3 separate regions of the Sus scrofa genome follow, and all the other regions are linked to region 1. A link is a contact called in public Hi-C data. All regions are on one chromosome and are shown on one strand. The core of a region is the stretch at or near the end of the contact, and the rest is flanking DNA. Distances in the headings are between cores, read along the strand shown. Region 1 has its middle 6.0 kb from the start of MIR193A. Region 2 overlaps LOC110256058 (a long non-coding RNA gene). Region 3 has its middle 90 kb from the start of COPRS.

Region 1 (4,706 bases), core at 734-3,233:
ACCTCTTACCCCAAACCTTCAGGCTCTATGTGTTCCAGAATTTTTCAGGTTTTAGACATGGGATGTGGTGCACAGGGCACAGGTTACACAACACCTCAGCAGGGCAGCTCCTGTAATCACACAGATGCACGCCTCCGCAGCGAAAGCCGTGAAGGGTCACCCTCTGAACAGCCTCAAGTCAACTCGGGTCCGGATTTCCCACAAAATTAGTTAGAAAAACAACTTCTGACTTACTTTTCTGGAGTTCAGAATTTTGGGTAAGGGGTGTGGGCTTGCACCACAAACGGTTACAAAGTGCAAACGCTCGGTCACTCCTCGGTCTTGGTGGAGGGTCCCCATCCCTGCAGTCTGCCCCCTGCCCCCCGCCGCCCTAGGCTGCCTGGCACAGAAAGCCCGCACAAGGCACACAGAAAATACAACTGAATGAACGCAGAGCAACAGGACTTTTTCCTCCAAAGAACAGCTACCACCATTAATGCTGAAAACAATCTACTAGAGTAGCATTTAAACCCAATCTTCATCTGCCAGCTCCACTGTCAGGAACAGAAATGAGCCAACATAAATGCGTAATTTTTCCAACTCCATTCACTCACAACAAGGAAAAGAAAACCTTTCTGGTCACTGTTGCTGCCTAATGGGCAGGCCCATTAGGTGTCCTGGGGTGGGCGGCGGGGAGCCGGTGAGCAGGTGGCAGCCCCAACTGAACTCCCGTGATCTTTTTCCCCTGGAATACTTCCTGGGGACCTCCCCGTGGCCAAAGTTTCACTGGAAATCTAAAATTATTTATCTCACCACAAATTCCTAACAGCTAATTAGAAAAATGTACGAACAGATAATCTGGTTTCAGATGTTCTAATTATACTCCTTCAGAGATTTAAAAAAAAAAAAAAGAGGCAAAAATCCCCAATTTTATATTATATAATATCTATATATAATGTAATAGCACTTTTTCCAAAAAGTATAAAATACCTAGAAAGTCTAAAGTATAAGATTGGGGTGGGACATACACACCTCAAATCTTGAAAGCAGGGACACAAAAATACATTTTTTTTAATGCTTTTTAGGGCTACTCCCACAGCATACAGCAGTTCCCAGGCTAGGGGTTGAATCGGAGCGATAGCTGCCAGCCTACACCACAGCTCACAGCAACACCCTATCCTTAACCCACTGAGCCAGGCCAGGGATCGAACTGCATCCTCTTGGATCCTAGACGGGTTCATTAACTGCTGAGCCACAAAGAGAACTCCCACAAAAAGAATATTTTCATATGCATTATCCATCAACAGACAAACCAGTTCTTCTCCATTAAAGGATGTTATCTTCAGTTATTTCAGCAGTAACTCCCATTAGATGTCCTGGTATTAAGCGGATTTTCCCCCTTTTCAACGCCACGTGGTTTTGGCATTCTGAAATGTCCCGCCCTCTCCATTTCTTAATCCCATGAATGACTCCCAGAAATTTCCTCTCGGCCGGAGATTTCTAAACCACGAATTGGGAAAGAGGTTCTGGGCACCACTGGTGCTCTCTACCTAACCCTGGCACTGGGTAGATTTCTAGGAGGGATTTGACTCCGCGATTGGGAAACACTCTTAGCCCGCCTGACCCGCGATCTGGGGTAAGGAGGTAAGAGGGGAGGGGGCAGGGGCCCGGCAGGTGAGAGTGCCCTCCGGATGCCAAATGCCCCCGGGAAGGTGGCGGCCAGGCGCTGTGGGCGGGGCCAGGCACCGTGGGCGGGGCCAGGCGAACCCTTCCAACAAACTGAAAACCGCCTGGACCTCAGGACTATATTTAGTCAGGGCTGCGGGCCCTAACAGGGAGGGGCCTGGGGGAGGCGAGGACTGCCACCTGCAAACACCAGCCTGCAGCCCTGCCACCGCGGTGGGGACGTGCTGGGCCACCAGACTCCTGGTGGAGAGGACACAAGCATCCTCCTGGCGCTGCCTCCAGCCCTCTGCCGGGCACGTGCCACCCATCTGACTGCCAGATATCGTAAAGGACAAGGGAGGGACCACGCTGGGCACGCAGGGCTGTGGTCTGACACCAAGCGGAGGAGTTAGTTTCACTTTCTGGTGTTTTTTTTTTTTTTTTTTTTTTTCCTGCCCTGGGTCGCTTCTCACCCTGAAGGAAGAAAGCGTCCTTGAAATGCCTAAAGAGAAAATCCTCAAAAATGTTCCTTGTCGTTGTCCTTTTTTTTTTTTTTCCCCCTCTGAGGACAACGCTTTCCTCTAAAGACAGGCTAACAGCCTTTGGTGAAAACCCCAAGTACGTAACTTTGGTCCCTGGGGCTGCTTAGTCCTAATATGATTACACATCTAAATGCAATAAACGGGGCAAAGTGGTATGATTTTTCTGGGAAAAACCAACATCATAAAAGGGTCTTTATTGAATCAAGGGCCCGTGAACTGTTCTCTTCCCTAATTACGGCTCCCAAGTGAACCGCGCTGGGTTTCCAGGCAGGACTCCTCACAGCTCCCAAGCCCAAAGGGCGATGGGCTATTTGTCACGACTTGTCTAATTACAACGAAAGCCACCCAAAGGACCAAAGGAGGATGCCAAGGATGGCCGCGGCCCCCTCCCCCACTCGGGCTCTGGAAACAGGGGGAGCTGGATCTCAGGCCTACTTCTATTTTAAGGAGTCCCCCCCCCCATCCCCACCCCTTACCTACAGAGTCAGGATCCTGGGCCCCGCCCCTTTCCGCCGTCAATGCTTAAGAGGGATCCCGACACTGCCCGTCTCTATCCCCAGCTCTACAGAAAAGGCCCATTGTCCAACTGCCCTATTTTGCCAGATGTTTTTAACATTCAGCGATTGGGCCAAGGTTAGCATGCACCCAGACCTGAGCGACAATAAATGTCTGCCATCACCAGACGCGGGAGGGGGAGAGGGACAGAGACTCAGGCCAGGGAAGGGAAAACCCTCCACACTAACCAGCTAGGGGCGAGTGGTCTGGCCAGGCAAACTGGAGACCAGTATTTTGCTTATATACAAGTCCTGGTTCCAAGTATCTGTTTAACCGTCTTCTTAGTTCTAAGAGCAGAGACACTTTTTTTGGGGGGGGTGTAGCGTCTGCAGCAGAGAGAAGTTTCCGAGCCAGGGATTGAACCTGCGCCACAGCAGTAACAATGCTAGATCCTTACCTAGGCCACCAGGGAACTCCTTAAGACACATTTGTAAAAAAACTTTTTCCACCCATGTTCTTAAGCTCACAGCTGCAAGCTCCATAGAAAAGGATCCAAGAGAACATTATCTTGACTCTGGTACTAATAGGTGATCAAACGAACACCCCCCCTCCCCGCCACCAAAGTCAGTGACTTCACCCTCCCCCCCCAACCTCTCTCCAGGGGGTGTATCAGGCATATTTCCCTAAAGAAAGAGGAACACTAAACCCGCCCCATATACAGCAAGGACTTGCTTTTCTTTTCATGTTTTCTCCCCACAAATCGAGGCAGCAAGGCTTGCCAAGTTCAGGGCCGGCTTCATTGGGGTTACTTGGCTGGCCCCACAGGCCCTGGGGTGAGCCACGCTGTTACTTAAGAGCAGCTACCACGCACAGCCTCACCCCACCACCATGTGCCCAGTGTGTCACACGGGCATTCTCGTGGATCCCTGTGGCATACCATAGGGAGGGCACAGATCATCACAGATGGGGAAAGCTTGTCGCCCAACAAGTCCCCAGGAGAGCCTGCAAAGCGAACACCCTTTCTCCAATGCCTGCCTTCAGCCTCCTGGAAAACCAGATACCATCGGCAAATAAGCCACAATGCAACTGACGTGTCTTCAGAAGGGGAGGAGTACCTTACAGTGGACACGGGAAAAAAAAGAAAATGCAAGAGCAGAATTTAAGCCTCAGTCACCCAGGGGAAGCCAGCATTTTCCCTTGAACCCCACACCCCAGGGCAGAAATCCAGCGTTTCTTGAGAATGAACCACAATATCTTCTCGGATTGATTCAAATGTCCCAGCTGCATATCCCTGAATCCTTCCCCCACCCCTCCCGCCCTGTGCCCTCTTCTGTGCCTCGGGGCTCAGACTCTTCCAAGGATGCTAAGGCTACAAGGGGCATGCACTGCAGTTGGTCCAGCCCCCCACTTGGTGGAGAAGGGGACTCTCAGACCCACAGTGGCAGAGCTGGGGTTAAAATCAGGCCAGGGCTCTTTCCATAGAACACCTCCTTCCCCAGCCCTCCTGGGCAGCAAACACAAGGGGTCTGGCTACGGGGCAATTGCAAAATTCCCCAAACTGTGCCAGAGGGAGGAGGGTGGGGGTGCTGCAGTGGGTGAGAAGTCACCTGCTCTGCATCCCTGGAAACCCTGCCCACTGCCCAGGGCTCTAAAGCACCGAAGAGATTAAGATCCATCACAAGCTCCCGTGTTGAAATTCAAAATGAAAACGTCACCAAGCCATAAAAAAGTATAAGGAAGTCCAACGAAATTCTGATTTTTATTTCCCATCATGATCACTCTGCAGCACTTTTTGGAATATCAAAACATTTCCTTCCTTCTCCTCCAGCCCTTGGATTCTGTACCCTGCTTGACCGGCCCCTCTAGAGTGTGTCTGGCTGGCCCACTGGGTTTCCTGGGGCCCTTTCGTGAAACAGTCTTGGGACCTCTCGGGCTGCATGCTTGGCAGAGCAGAGGTGTGAGGTGGCCCCATCTGGGCAGCCAGGGTTCCTTTAAGGACCCATCCACGTCCTGTTCTACAGCTCA
Region 2 (4,706 bases), core at 1,590-4,089, 190 kb before region 1:
AAAAATGGGGCAGGAAAGAGAAAGCCACAAGGGAAGCGCCCCCTATGGAAACAAAGACAGGTAACACTGAAAAAAAAAAAACGGGATTATCGGAAACAAAACGGCTGCTTTCTAGAAGTCCCGGTGGTAAGTAATCAATAAAGTCTGATGAATGTGGAAGAACAGAACCTAGTAAAATGTGTTACAGCTGAGTTTCTTGCAATGCACGCGAGTGTGAATTAAGTGCTAAACACATAAAATAAATATATGAAACTAGTTGGATCTGTTGCAACTCATGCCACTGCAGGAGCTTTTAAGAGTTGCTAATAAAATCATAACGCATTTTCTTTATCTAACTCTGTGTTTGGAAACACAACAGACTGTTTGCTGGCGGCTATGCAGCTCGCCGGCCACGGTCACAGGGTCACACCTTTCCTTCTTCCATAGCCTGGTGAGCAGCTCTTGCAGTAAACCGTGTCTCAGGCTCATGGAAGCATGTTCATCCCGATCGCGTGTCAGCGGTCTAGCCTGGGAAGCCTGCAGCTGCCCGCTGGGGGCAGGGGCTCTATTTTGCTCCTGTCATGGGGGTTGCATCTAGGGCCTTAGGGAACATAGCTCTGGACATTCTCCTCATTGGTCCCGTTTACTTCCCTGACACTGAAAAGACCCACTCACGCTGCCTCCTCCTCCCACACCCCAAATAACCCAAGAACTGCATCTTTGCTTAGTTTGGGGGGTCTCAACCTGGCCGCCCCCTTCACTAATACCCTAGTTGCATGCCTGACTGTTGAACTCAGACCCTGTTCAGGTGTGGCCAGGTGGCAGCATTTTTCAAGCTCCCCAGGTGATAACACTAGGTTAGCTAAACCCATTTCCCTGATGGAAGGAGATAGGAAAGATACCCTTGCTACAGACTTGGCCCCAGGCCCATTCCCTGGCCATACTGCTGCGCTTGAGGACAGAGACCCGCCACTTTCATCTTGCTCCATCCTGCAGTGTCCGCCATAGTTCTTCACGTGGAGCGAGCAGATGCCCACAGCCTTGTCCTTCGTGAAATAAAATTGACTTTCTTATGGAGAAACCCTTAGATTTAGTCCTCCCCACATTCCCATCCAGACCCTCAATTGAGCCAGAAAGATGAATGGAACTTGGGGTGAAAAACCCAGGATCCAGCTCTGTCTTTGACAGCAAGTGGCCGTGTAGCCCTAGTCTTGGGGTGTCTTGTCCCTAAACCATGAGGGTGAGAGTTTCCATCTGAAAATGGGAATAACTTTTACTCACAGATGTTCTTTTATTGGGGGCTTGGCCTTGAGCTACGACTTGAGGGCTATCCTTTCCAATCCTCTCAGCCATCCTTAGGTAGGTCATTTTATTACCTTTTTACCTGTGGGGGACTCAGCCAAACAAACTTGTTTGGGTGCTACAGCTAGTTATGGGAATCTGGATCTGTTCCTGGTGATTGGAAGTGTGGGCTTTGGAATCAGACAGGCTAGGTTGATATCCCTGCCCCCTCTCTTGCTAGACGGCAGTCTTGGCCAGGTGTTTGACCTGTCCGATCTTCAGGGCTTTTTTTTTTTTTTTTCCCCCTTTTTACAGCCATACCTGCAGCATATGAAAGTTCCCAGGCTAGGGGTTGAATCTGAGCTGCAGCTGCCAGCCTATGCCACAGCCACAGCAACACCAGGTCTGAGCTGCAACTGCAGCCTGCACTGCAGCTGGTGGCAATGCCGGATCCTTAACCCACTGAGTGAGGCTAGGGATTGAACCTGCATCCTCATAGATAATAGTCAGGTTCTTAACCCACTGAGCCACAAAGGGAACTCCTCCAGTCTGCAGTTTTAATTATAACTGTCTGAACTCTGTCCTACTTTGGGACGGACTCCAGCTGGGTGGCAGTAGGGGATCAGGAGAGCAGGGTAAGTAGCGGGCTGCTGCAGCTGCCCAGCCCCAAATGGGGGCATGAACTTCTACCCTTTTTCAGCCTGGAGTTTCCTCCAGGCAGTGAGGCCAGGGAGGAACACGTGAGGCCACTGGGATGAGCACACACACAACTGACAAATCACACAGACTTTGATCAACCTCAGGGGCAGAAGCAACAGGTATGGGCTAGACCGGCACCCTCCCTTCAGTGTGTAGTTCAAGTTAATCCTTTATCGGGCACGATTCAGATCCTATCTCCCTGGACCTCAACTTAGGGCACAAACGGCTCTCCAACTCCTCCCAGACTTTGCTTAAAGGTGGAGCCAGCTGGACTCTAGGTGGCCGGACCTGGGATGACTGTTTGCTTTGTACATGGCTTTCCTTAATATAACATCAGAGCATAGAGTGGGGGCATGTTGCCAGGGCTACTGGATTTGGGGCATATGCTGCTTTAGCCTGACACCATTTGCTTACACGTCTCCTATGTTCCAGACTCTTCTGGCCCCTTGCTTTTGGGGTCCCCCCCAATCTAAACATGCTGACATTTCTCTCTCCTTCTTTTCTCTGTTTCTGCACAGGTGCTTCTGGATCTTTGCCCTGAATTCACTGACTTCATTGTCTGTTTCTGCTGACTGCTTCTGATACCCTCTTCCTCCTCCGGTATAAATGACTCCCTCTGAGCCACAGTCACCCGACACTCGTCTCACAGGTTATTGCAAGGAGTAATCGAGATAACATGTGTAAGCAGCAGGTATATTGTAAATACTTCTACAAATCAGCTATAATTATGTAAACAACTATCATCCTGTGTGGGGTAAGCTCTGATAGCAGAAAGTACAAAGTACACTAAAAAATGCTCAGGAAACTGAGAAATGATAAAACAGTGACTGGTTACAATGACTGTGTGTGTGGGAGTCCAGGGTCCCCGCCTGATACCTTTAGTTACTTATTCAGTAAACATTTATGGAGATCAGTGGTGGCCACTTGCCATAGTCACAGCTGCCCAGTGGCTTTATTTGTTTTAAGTTGTTAACTAAAATCTTTTGCTGTGCTCAGTTCAGCTCTATTTTTTTTGTCATTATTATTTTATTGTTGATAAGTTATTATTGACTTATTTTTTTTAGCTGCCCCGTGGCATATGGCATTCGCCTTGCTGGGCTGGGTATTGAATCTGTGTTGCAGCACTTCAGAGACCCCTAGATCCTGCTGTGTCACAGCGGGGGACATCTGTCTTTATTTTTAATTGAAGTATAGTTGATTTGCAATGCTGTGTTAGTTTCAGGTGTACAGCAGAGTGATTCAGTTATATAAATAAATAAATACATACATATATTCTTTTTCAGATTCTTTGCCATGACAGGTCATTACAAGCTATGGGGTATAGTTCCCCGTGCTACACAGTGGGCGCTTGTTGGTTATCTGTTTTACAAATAGTAGTGTGTATCTGTTAATCCCAATTTATCTCTCCCCGGGCTACATCGGGTCCTTAACCTACTGAGCCACAGCGGGAACTCCTGTGATTATTGAGGCCCTTCTCTGTGCCACGATCATTCTGGAGACAAAAGGATGAATAAGAGGTCTGGCCAGTAGCTATGGAGAGAGGTCACTTTCTCATCGAACATCTATGGTACTGTCACTTGAGCTTCATCTTGCTGGTCTCTGAGTATTTTTGGTGACCCTCTGGGGGCGGGGAGGGGGGCTGATTCTATGTTCAGCCGTTCTGTCCTGGTTGTCCCTTGCCACCCTGGCCATCCTGCGCAGGACACGGGTCGGTGGGCATGTCACAGAGCCTCGTCATTTTCTGCCCAGCTTTGGTCCTGTGCACCTGCAGGGTCACGGAGGAGATGAGTGTCTTCTCCTTTTAGGTGGACACAGGCAGCCCTAGTCTTGATTTGATGTTGCGGGATGACCTCTTCCCAGGATGACCGATGGCAGGAACGTCTACTCCTGGCAGGGGAACCCCTCCAGTCCTTCCTTGGTATGTTTCTGCCCGGAGAGCCCAGCGTGGCTTTACCTCCAACCCCAAAGAGCCAGTCCCAGTCCCGACCCTCAGTCTTAAATAGCATCCCGAGCAGGACGTTAACACAGTCCTGCCCAGGGCAGGGTCATTTTTACAGTCTCTTCTCCAGCTCTCGGTGAAGACCAGGTCTCAGTTTCTCATCTTCTGCGAGTGTGGCCTGCATGAGACCATCCATAATCCTAAGCTTAAAAAATGGTTTTCTGGCACAGGAAAGTCCACATCCGTGCCTGGCGCAAGAGACTTTTCTCTCCTCGTTGGCAGGGTACCACTCTGCTACCCGGAGAACCTTTTCCTGCATCTCACAGACTTGCTTGGTTCCCACGAGCCCTGGCTGTCTCCCCATCTCCATAGCTACAGGAGTGTTTGCTTTCTGTCTTCACAGCTATGAGACACACGGAGTGGATTTGTCCTCAAATAAAAGGCAATCTTCTCTAGGAGTAATTCAACTCTGGTAAAAATAGAGACCTGCTTTCATCTCCCTCCTACTCTCAGCTTTGGCCTTTCCTGTTGAAATCTCAAGATCTTGGGACTCTTAGCCCGCATTTAATCTCAGAGTTCCCTGTATTTTCCCTCTGTTATGGGCCGAGTTGGTTTCTCCAAGATTCCTATGTTAACGTCCCAATTTCCAATACCTCAGCATGTGTCTATATTTGGAGACCGAAGTTCTTTAAAGAGGTAAGTTAAAATGAGGTCATATGTCCTTAAAAGGAGAGGTGATCAGAACACAGACACACACACAGGGAAGAGCGTGTGAAGACACAGGGAGAAGATGGCCATTCACAAGCCA
Region 3 (4,706 bases), core at 1,346-3,845, 150 kb before region 1:
ATGCAGGCTCTGTGGTGACTGAGCCTGGCTCTCGCTCCTGGGAGCCCCAAGTGGTGCTGGGGACTCACAAATGCAGCCTCAGATGGGGTGCCGTGAACGGCTCTCCCAGCCCCTTCTCTGCAGTTTCTTCATTTCCATGGAAAGATTTCAACCACGGGCTTCTTGGGGCTTGGTTTTCCTCTCCCTGGAGCCGATTTTCCTCCAATTATTACGGGAATGAAAACCATTGTAGAAAATGAGCAAAGCAAAGGGGAAACCCCCCCCAAAGCACCCATGGCCCACAGCGGCTGCCACCCGTTCATCTCCAACCGCTGCTTGCTAGTCCTCCACCAGCTGTACCTATGGTTGCTGCGTCCGAGTTCCATCATCTACATCATGCTTTTGGTGCAGAGAGATTTTAATGAACCTCTGGAATATTTACGTGCATATATTCTTAGAAGTGGAATTCTTAGGAGAGGATTCTTCTTGGAAAGTAGAATGACTGCAGTTAAGGTTTTTAAGAATCTTCCACCACATGTGACGCTTCGTTTTTGCATTTTAAAAAGGCAAGCTTCATTTTCCAGAAGGGCGACTGTTGGGCAAAACAAGAAAAGGTTATACGTTGTGTGGTTTGTGATTTTTCACAAGGGTGAACCATCGTGTGGACCAATCACAACCTGAAGGGTGATGATGCCGCTGGTATTTCACCAGCACATCTGTACCTGCTGTGTTTGTAGCTCTTGACGCCTGGCCTGATAGACACGTATATACACCATACACACACACGGCAGTTAAGTAGAATCTGCTTGTATTCGTACTATTTTGTAAAAATTAGTGGAATAGAGTTGACCTAGAAAGTTGTGTTAGTTTCAGGTGTATAGCGAAGTAAATCAGCTAAACATGGATGCGTTCCTTCTCCCATGTGAGTTACTACCCAGTATTGAGTAGGTTACGCTGTGCTCTACAGGAGGTCCTTGTTACCCATCTATTTTATAAGTACTAGTGGGTATATGTCAATCCCAACCCCTTAATTTATCCCTCCTGCCCCACATTTCTCCTTTGGTAACCATGAATTCGGTTTGAAAACCTTTTTTTTTTTTTTGGCCTTTTAGGGCTGCACCTTTGGCATATGGAAGTTTCCAGGCTAGGCGTCAAATTGGAGCTGCAGCTGCTGGCCTACACCACAGCTCATGGCAACGCTGGATCCCTAACCCACCGAGCAAGGCCAGGGATCAAACCCATATCCTCATGGATACCAGTCAGATTCGTTTCTGCTCAGCCACGTTGGAAACTCCTGGTTTGAAAATCTTTGCGTCTGTCTCTGTAAGTTGCTTATATTTAGAATGTCAAATAGTAGGTAGAATCATAGGAAACTACATTTTCTTAGATCAAAAACAGTTCTATATTAGCAGTTTCTTTTTTGTCTTTTTAGGGCTGCACCCGCGGCATATGAAGGTTCCCAGGGTAGGGGTCCAATCGGAGCTGTAGCTGCCGGCCGACACCACAGCCACAGCAATGCAGGATCTGAGCCACTTCTGCAACCTACACCACAGCTCACGGCAACGCCGGATCCTTAACCCACTGAGCGGGGCCAGGGATTGAATCTGGGTCCTCATGGATACTAGTCAGATTCGTTTCTGCTGTGCCAGCGGAAACTCCCATATCAGCATTTCAAATATTTCAACATAATATTGAATCCTCTCACTTCTTAATCTAAACTTATTTCTTCTTAGTCTCTGCAAGCATCTCCCTACCATATACCCAAGCACTCACAGATTGAAATACTATTTTATTACATTCCTTTTATGTTGCTCTTAAATTGCAAGTAGAGCATTCATTCTTTTCAGTTTGTGTGTAAATGGGTCCTTTTTATCACTGAGTTTCATGTAAGAAAGGCAAAGAGGGCATTAAAAAAATGTTTATGAAGGAGTTCCTGTTGTGCCTCAGCAGGTTAAGAACCCGACACCATGTCAGTGGGGATGTGGGTTTGATCCCTGGATTTGCTTAATGGGTAAAGGATCCGGCGTTGCCCCAAGCTGTGGCTTAAGCCCAGGCACAGCTCAGATCCAGTATCGCTGTGGCTGTGGTGTACGCCGGCAGCTGCAGCTCCCACTCAATCCCTGATACACCCCCTGCTGTAGATGTGGCCCCAAAAAAGACAAAAAAGGGAGGGGACGAGAAACCAACATTGAGAGGCCGTTGACCCTGTGCCCGTGGTAAGAGACAGCGTTTCCTCAGCTGCACAGCAACTCCAGGAGGCTGTCGTGTTAGCCATGGTTTGCAGCCAAGGAAATCGAGGCATAGACGAGTCAGGGTTTTTACCCAAAGACATTCAAATTCTTGCTCTGGTAAAGAGCAGAGCAAGAATTTGAAGTAAGTTCTTTGGAATTCTAAGGCAGAGCTGCCAGATAAAATCCAAGATGTTCAGATCAGTTTGCGTTTCAGATAAACAGCGACTCTTGATGGTACAGCCTAAGTATATGCCCCAGACGTGGCCTGGGACATCCTTATATTAAAATGGGACTTGTTTCTCTAGCTTCTGAAATCAGCTGGTTGTCCTGCACCCTCGTCGTCCAGTTGGACAGCCTCGCTCTTTCCCTCCTCTGCCGCTTCCCTTGCTTTTCTTACTCACGACGTTGCTCCCTAGATGTTTATTCCAAAAATGTCTCTCGGGCCCCAGTGTGAGTCACCGGAGAAGCAGCAAGAAGTAACAGAGAGCCTTTCACGGGGGTTGTGAGGCCCCGGGGCTTGGCCCCGATCGTGGGAAAGACGCACCTTCTGGAACAGTTTTCTCATCTGTGGGTTGGAAAGTTGAACACGATCTCAAGGGTCAGAGAATATTTTCGGGGCTCTGAGCATGTGCCAGGCACTGTTCCGGGCTCTTGGGCTACCTCAGCGGACAAAGCCCACCAAGGTCCCTGTCCTGGGAGGGCTAACATTTTTAATGCGGGAGGGACAGACAATAAAGGAGGAGTGATGACGCCAAATGCCATTGGCTCAGGTAGCACTGGTCAGGCCCTGTGCTGGGGACTTGACAAGCATGGTGTCCCTGCATGGCCATTCCATAAAGCATCCATGGCTTGGTAGCAGGGGTGGGTTCAGGTTTTCTGGGGCTTCAAGAAAAATGTGTAATTTGACTAGACCCTGCTCAGGATTCTAGAAAGAGCCTGTGCAGAGGAGGCTGTGCCGTTGAAGCTTCAGCCGCGTCCCTGTAAATATGGCTCTGGGCTCAGCTGGTGACTGTTGAATGAACAAACAACTGTGTAAGGTAGCTTTCCCACTTAGGACTGTGGGTACTGAGGGTTGGAAAGGGGCAAGGACTTACCCACGTTCCTAGAGCCAATAAGTGGCAGTGCTGAAGGTGCTGTGGTTCATTCAGTAGGGAGCGAAAGGGGCCGTAGGAAGCGCCTGTGCTTTGGATCAAGAAAGGCCTCGATTTAAATTTGACTCTTGTGTGGACATGCTGGGTAACGCCGGCCAAGTGTCTCAACCTCTCTGTGCCTTTGTGTCCTCATTGGTAAAATGGAGAAAGCACTCCTTCTGTTCCTGGAGGGTAGCTGGAGATGATAAATGAATGCTCATTTAGGGGAAGGATCATTCCGTGCTCCTAGCCCCCCACCCCACCAACCCTGCCATCCCCCAGAGAAGGCCTGAGGCTGTTCCAGGGCTCCCGGGAGTGCTCCTGGCTGCCTTGGGACTTTGGGATCCACACGAAGGACCGAGGGGATGGAACTGGCACAGACAGGCCAGAAGCACGTTTTTGAAATGACTCATCTTTCGCCTCCTTCCTGGAGGGTTCAGCCTGATGGGCTTCTTTCCAGGAGCCCCCGTTGGTGTGGGCAGGACGGGAAGCACAGGAAAGGCCAGAGGTTCCTGCCAATGCTGGCTGTGTCCAACCCGGACATTTAGAGAAAAACCCAGGACAAATAGCCATTAACACTTTCTCAGAGTCTCACATGGGAGGGGAACTGGAGGAGCGAGGAAACGGGAAGTACCATTGGGGAGCCCCCTACCATGTGCCAGCGTCTTATGTACCTTGCATAACACTTACCAAAATAGGTAATATATATGTGTGTGTGTATATAAAAACATACTTTTCTGTGTGTACTGTGCTCAGCATATTATCTATATTGTTTAAGTCTTACAACAGCCCATTGAGGTAATAACTACCCCCATTTTTTGGAGGAGGAAAACTGAGGCACGGGGAAGTTAAAAGTAGCTTATTCTCGTTCACGCACCTTAAAAATGGTGGGGAAACAGGATCTAAACCCTGGTAGTTTGGCACCACAGTCCACACAGGGTGGCCCTTCTAAAGCAAGTCCACACCTGGGTTGGAGTCCCTGTCCACCACTATCTGGTTTGGTGACGCTGCACGAGGCACTCTCTGAACCTCAGTTTAATAACAGTTCCTACCCGAAAGGGTCATTTTGAGAATTCAGTGAAACAGCACACGGGACGAGCCCACCCGGCCAGGGCTTCACATCTTGTAGAAGTTCAGCAGGTATTCTCCTCCCTGTCTCAGGACCCGAGGGCTCGCCTTTCTTGTCCTTCTGCCCCATTTTCTCCCCCCGACCTTTTTTTTTTAAAATTGGGAGTTTCCACTGTGGCTCAGCAGGTTATGAACCTGACTAGCACCCATGAGGATCTGCGTTCGATCCCTGGCCCCAGTCGGTGGGTTAAGGATCTGGTGCTGCTGTGAGTTGTGGTGCAGGTTGCAGACAGGGCTG

Evidence for each region. A called contact is a pair of places that touch in the nucleus more often than the background predicts.
Region 2: a contact with region 1 is called in a Hi-C map of liver, with 4 times the contacts expected there. The contact joins two enhancer-like sites. A contact is called at or near these places in 1 of 5 promoter capture datasets (liver), 4 of 47 Hi-C or Micro-C datasets (embryonic fibroblasts and liver) and 1 of 2 datasets of contacts at active chromatin or transcription factors (alveolar macrophages).
Region 3: a Hi-C map of omental adipose tissue shows a contact between it and region 1, with 2.1 times the contacts expected there. The contact joins two enhancer-like sites. A contact is called at or near these places in 1 of 47 Hi-C or Micro-C datasets (omental adipose tissue) and 2 of 2 datasets of contacts at active chromatin or transcription factors (alveolar macrophages and skeletal muscle).

Annotation. Positions count from the first base shown.
Region 1 is chr12:43,328,743-43,333,448 of Sscrofa11.1, forward strand. No RefSeq gene overlaps it. Among named protein-coding and RNA genes, the nearest start is that of MIR193A, 6.0 kb to the right of the region's middle. Within about 2 kb of position 1,984, at least 44 of the 83 cell types and tissues checked have an H3K27ac peak or open chromatin away from gene starts, as enhancers often do. A contact at or near this core is called in liver, omental adipose tissue and skeletal muscle, where this site is marked.
Region 2 is chr12:43,136,357-43,141,062 of Sscrofa11.1, forward strand. It overlaps LOC110256058 (a long non-coding RNA gene), which reads left to right. Exons shown (of 3, transcript XR_002337266.1): 1 at 1-126; 2 at 2,478-3,526; 3 at 3,765-4,706. Among named protein-coding and RNA genes, the nearest start is that of COPRS, 48 kb to the left of the region's middle. Within about 2 kb of position 2,840, at least 4 of the 83 cell types and tissues checked have an H3K27ac peak or open chromatin away from gene starts, as enhancers often do. A contact at or near this core is called in liver, where this site is marked.
Region 3 is chr12:43,178,731-43,183,436 of Sscrofa11.1, forward strand. No RefSeq gene overlaps it. Among named protein-coding and RNA genes, the nearest start is that of COPRS, 90 kb to the left of the region's middle. Within about 2 kb of position 2,596, at least 17 of the 83 cell types and tissues checked have an H3K27ac peak or open chromatin away from gene starts, as enhancers often do. A contact at or near this core is called in omental adipose tissue and skeletal muscle, where this site is marked.